Linked DNA regions of Anas platyrhynchos: region 1 is linked to region 2. The links are chromatin contacts, called in public Hi-C maps. All regions are on one chromosome and are shown on one strand. The core of a region is the stretch at or near the end of the contact, and the rest is flanking DNA. Distances in the headings are between cores, read along the strand shown. Region 1 has its middle 6.0 kb from the start of TLR1-A. Region 2 holds the start of WDR19 (WD repeat domain 19).

Region 1 (2,700 bases), core at 93-2,592, 160 kb before region 2:
TAATAATGTTAATCAGCTTGAAATTTTTAGAAAGAGGCAGTTTCTTCCCAACAATGCCTCAGATCTCTGATATTTTCCTTGCATCACACATTTTGTCGGTGTTGCTAAAACAGGACAAAACCAGAGGGCAGTAGGGTATGTTATTTTATATGGACACCATGTGTCATTTGTTTTACTGGCTGGAGATAAAGAGATTCTGTCATACTACTGGAGAGCCTTTGACCTACCAATGCAATGGAAGTATATACAGTGGTATAGACCAGAACAATGACTGTGACTCTCAAGCAAGCTAATTAAGACTTTACTCTGCACAGATGTGACTTTGTCTGACAAGTTTCTATTACTCCTGTGACAGATGCTTTGGATTTTGTGCCATTTAGCTGACAGAATCACAAACACTAAATATAAAACATCCCAGAGCTTAAAGTCTCTGAAGATGTTCAAAAAGGAAAAACTGACTTAATCTGGGGCTTTCTGCTTCTGGTCCCATGTGTTTCACCTCAGCAAAAGCAGAGCCAAGCGCAGGCCTGGCCTAGGCCACCAGGCTTTTTTTTCCCAGGGGGGCTATGGGACTACAGGCCGGAGGATGCCAGGGGTGGATTGTAACCGTCTTGTGAGCTGTGAGATCACTTCTGGCACAAAACTGAGGGCAGCCTGTGTCTTTTTAGAAACTCTGGTAGATGTCAAACACCAGCTAGAAGTTATGACCCATCCTCATAAAGATCCGGTAGGCCATGAGACGCCAAGCTCACACCTTCTGGTGTACTTTGCTGTAGGAGCCTATCTCAGCTCCAAGTCTCTGGATGCTAAACAAATATATAGCTGAATCTGCCTCTACAAAAATGTGTTTTCCTAGCAACTAGGGATTTTTAAGATAACTGTTCCATTTTCTCTGAAGTTATTTAGGTTTTTTGTCCTTCTCTAAGTGTCATTGCGTCCCTTAACTTTCTCATCTCCGTTCTTTCAATAATTTATATTTTGCCACCAGAAAAAGAAAAATTGAGACATCTAATGATATTTGATTAGAGTGAATGGTTATCCAAAAGTACAGAAAGGATGGTATTTATTGCTCCCCAAAACTGCTTCAATTAGATAATGGAAAATAAATCCTGAGTCAATAGGATCAGATATTCAAGGAGTGTGTTATCACAAAGAAGTATGAGGTAATCATGATTTGGGAGCTTTGACACCTCACCTGCAATTTGATCAGAGGGCCGGGCAGAGTTTGTGATCTGCTCTGAATAAACTCCATGAATATATGCTCTCTACACCCTACTTATTAGGAGCAAGCTATGGAGCACGGGACTGAATCACCACCACTGACTCAGCAGGAGAGCTGCAACCAGGAAGATTGTCTCCCGACCTGGGGAAATTCCCTCGTCTGATGTATTCCACACACATCTCAAGGGGCTCCTGAGTTTTCTGGACCAATATGATCATTTGTTTCAGTTTTGCTAGTGAAAAATGTGTGTATTTTCAGCATGAAGTGGAAAAATGTGTTGTACGTATTCTAGCGTGAGCTTTCAGTTTTAGGAAACGGTCGGTGATAATTTAATCGGCCACTGGGTGTCACCCTTTATCTGAGGAAAATAGCAAAATTTACGATGAAGAGATTGTACTTTAAGAAAATATTTCTCCACGCACATTTAAGAAATGAAGCTGCTACATCTGTCTCACCTTCCATCACAGAGTCTGATCCTATCACACAGAAACCTACTCAAAGATTCGAGATTGATTTTGTGTCCTTACAATGATTTTTAGCCATGAAAACACATTTAACGTATTCTCTATAGTTAAAATTCTGGTTTGACAAAACATGAACAAAGTCAATACATGATGTTGCTTTCATGTGTGCTTTCAGGCCTGTGATTGCAGTGACAGCAGTTCTTAAATTCTTTTTTATGAAAACAGATGTTAGTGTGACAATATTTCAAGAGTTTAACCAAATATTCATATCCTGTAAGTTTTGAAAACTCTCCAAGAAACAACTCTATGAACACGCTTTGCTTAATGAAACCTATGAAGGTTTATGTAGAACCTAATTTTCTACATTTGGTCAAATCAAAAAAAAAACACAACTTTATGAATTCACTGAACAGAAACAAGAGCTTTAGGGAAGGGGGAAAAAAGTTCCAACAGAGAAGTGATGAGAAACTCCATTAAATGTTAAATTAAAGAAGAAAAGAACCCCAAAGTCTATTTTACATGGATACAGGGTACGCTACAGTGTGCAAATAACTAAAATTCTTGGTAAGGGTATGAAAGATTTGTGAGGTAGGAAGGACAGAGGATAAAGGGCACTCACAGGGTTAATAACTTGAAACAATATACTTAGCAAACCTGAGAAAACAAATAATTTCTTTCACTTTTACTTATAACTTCAGTTTCAGAACAGTCTAAAATACGAGGCAATCTTCACAGGCCCAGAATACCACACACATTATTTAGTATGTTTAAAAAAAAAAAAAAAAACAGCTTGCTGACTGCATTATATTTATGGAGACCGGAAAGTCTGATTTGAGAAATCTTACTTCTTCTTTTCTCATTGTGTAGACAGGGCAATGTGTGCTCATTGCAAGATTTCCACTAATTATGAATGCTAGTCATATCCTTAGACTTTAAAGGTTTGGAGGGGAGAGGAAGAAGCCTGCTATTAGGGAGGAGAAGAGGTTTTCTTGTAGCATTCTCAGCTGCAAAGCT
Region 2 (2,700 bases), core at 40-2,539:
TCTATCTCTGGGTGAAACAAGTTCCAGGATTGAGCCCCATATATTTAATTTGCCTATAATAAACATGTTTTGCTATAGGTATCTGAACTATTACAATGCAGGCTGACAAACCAATGCAAACCATTGTAAATGGCAGGTGTAATGCTTGCCTTAAAAATGAAGTTGTGTATTTGGTGAATCTTTTGCACTTTTATCATCATTCCTAGTTTAGAAGACTTTTTATTTAACCAAAGCCTTATTTTAAATATTGTCTTATTATGCTAACAGAAATCTGCTATTTAATAATATCTGCAGATTTTTGATATCCAGTGTACTTTTTTTTAAAGGTTTTCCGTATGATGGAAAACATCATACCTTTTTCTCTACTTTGGTTCTTATATTTACATTGTTATTGTTTTTAAGGAAAAAGCTGTAAGCATGAGTTATTAGTTGAAAAAATTCTAAAGTGTAATTAGAAGTTAACCAGTTTAATAAGAGCACTTTGGAATTTTCAAAGCATTCCATTGCATCTAGACTAAGAGTCTACTTTGATTCTCTTTAATTGTATTTTACATGAGGCTTTGCACTAATTTGAGAAGTATGATTTTATAAGATGAAATGAAACTGTTGTCTGTCTGTCTGTTTTTTGTTTTTTTTTTTCTTCCCAATAAGATGATTTCAAAACGTAAACGGCCCAGTCCTACAAGATGCTCGACGAGCACCACTTAAGCATGTTCAGCATCTTAGAGGAGAGCTGTGTGCTCCTGGCAGGATTATATCATATCAGCCACCTTATTTAACAGTTAACTTTTTTCAGAGGCTTTATGATTTGCCTTGTCTGGCTCCTCTGCTCTGTCGCACAGTTGCTTTGGAGGGGCTGAATGTTTCTGACGGTCTTTCTGTATTTGCTTTTCTGTGCCTTGCTCCCCCCCGTTTTCACAACAGTAGGCGGTCGCTTGTAATGGAGGATGTGGAGATGTGAGCTCGCTGAATGTTTCCCAAATCGAAGCGCCCGCCACCCAAAGTCTTTGTACGTTTGTAATTATAAATGGACGTGTGTCAGTGCTCTCGGCCAACTATTTATTGGTTTAAAGGAAAGCGCCAAACTTTGTGACAAAACCTGCACTGTTTGAAACTGAATACAGCTGAACTTAAACTCAGTTTGGGCGGGCAGTGCCTTTTTTCTGTATTTTTGGGGGGTAACTCTAATGTTAATAATTGCGATTTTACAAACGGCCGTCCTGGCCTGCCAGCACTTGCGCAGTCTGCGCCCCCTACGCCGCCCCGTAACGCAGTGTGCGTAACGCACGACTCTATGGGAGCCACCGCCTCCGCAGGCCTCGCTTTCCCATTGGCTCCGGGGCGGGACGTGGCCCCGCCCACCGCCCTTGATTGGCTCCGGCCTTCTCCCGCCTTCCCCGTCTCCCTGGCAACGCGGACGCCGGGCGGGGTGAGGGGGGTCCGGCTCCCTGCTCGGCTGGGGGGGGCGGCGCATGCGCACGGGGGCGCTGCGCGGCGAGCGGTGGGCGCGATGAAGGTGAGGCCGGGCGGGGGGGGGGAGGGGGAGGGGGAGCGCGCTCGGCTGGGGCCTGAGGCGGGAGGCGGGAGGTGGGAGGCGGGGGGGGGGGGGGGGAGCGGGCGCCGCGCCCCTCATGGCCGCCCCCGGCGGCTCCGAGCCGTTACCGGCGGCCCTGGGGCCTCCCGCTGGAGCCCGTCCGTGCTCCCGCGTTAGTCATCGTTGGTTAAATGTTGGTTAAAAATTTGCGTCTTTTCATTAAACTCGCTTCCAATTGAACGCTGTTGTCGGGTGGTCTCTGTGCTCGTGGCGCGCGGCGCTTGTGGTGTTGCTCGTTTTGTTCGCTCAAACGCAAATTCCGCGTGAGGAATGCCTCAGAAGAAGGGGCAGAGACCTTTTGGGGAAAAAAACAACACAAAAACAAGCTTTCCTGCCCTTTGTGGGACGCCAGACAGTGGTGTTTAGCTGATGATGTGGGAGGGGAAAAAGTCCTAAAAGTTGTTGGGTTTATCCTACACCCTAGTCATGGAAAAAGTATGAGCGTAGTATGAAAGTTAAAGGAAAGTTAATAAACTCAGTGAGAAATAAAGTTTTTACAGTTTTTAAAGTTTTTACTTCATAGCCCCAACTTTTAAGACCCAACGATTTAGGGAGATCAAGATACTTACACATCTTTCAAAGGAGTAGATGTTGAGCTCTGTTTGAAGCACTGAAGACGCTATTTGGTCCAACACTTATGCATGAAATTTAAAGAATTAGATATTCCAGTCTTCAGACGTGAAGGGGGGAGTCTCATGCAATCTTTTGATTCCAGTAACACCAAGTGGAAAAAATGGTAGTTGTGGTGAGAGTCCCAGTAGCTCTCCATGCAAACACCCAGCACCAGAAACTTTGACTTTTCCAGCACAAACCAAAATACTTTTCTTTGGCGTTTTGGTACAATAGAATAGTACAATAGAATCATCCAGAAGTTGTTGTTTTTCTTCACGTAGAAAGTTCTGACATTGTTTTATGTTTGTGATGATAAGATGTGCAATTTCCCTCTCTTTGTTCCCCAGCAAGTCTTCAGTCTAATAGAAAAATCATGGTCTGGTTCCTCTGTGCAGTTTGCTTGGCAGAAAACTTTGGGAAATTTCCTTGCTGTAACAGGGTAAGATTACAAATATTTGTTGCGTTTATTGCATAGAAATCATTGAGAGTAGAGT

The links. Hi-C and Micro-C count contacts between places; a contact is called where the count stands out from the background.
Region 1: a contact with region 2 is called in a Hi-C map of liver, with 4 times the contacts expected there. The contact joins the enhancer-like site here to the promoter of WDR19 in region 2. A contact is called at or near these places in 4 of 8 Hi-C or Micro-C datasets (liver, skeletal muscle and subcutaneous adipose tissue).

What each region holds. Positions count from the first base shown.
Region 1 is chr4:56,311,038-56,313,737 of IASCAAS_PekinDuck_T2T, reverse strand. No RefSeq gene overlaps it. Among named protein-coding and RNA genes, the nearest start is that of TLR1-A, 6.0 kb to the right of the region's middle. Within about 2 kb of position 1,342, at least 1 of the 8 cell types and tissues checked has an H3K27ac peak or open chromatin away from gene starts, as enhancers often do.
Region 2 is chr4:56,150,299-56,152,998 of IASCAAS_PekinDuck_T2T, reverse strand. WDR19 (WD repeat domain 19) reads left to right here and starts at 1,289. Exons shown (of 36, transcript XM_038178023.2): 1 at 1,289-1,516; 2 at 2,554-2,645. The coding sequence starts at 1,295. KLHL5 (kelch like family member 5) reads left to right here. Exons shown (of 12, transcript XM_027457237.3): 12 at 1-1,139.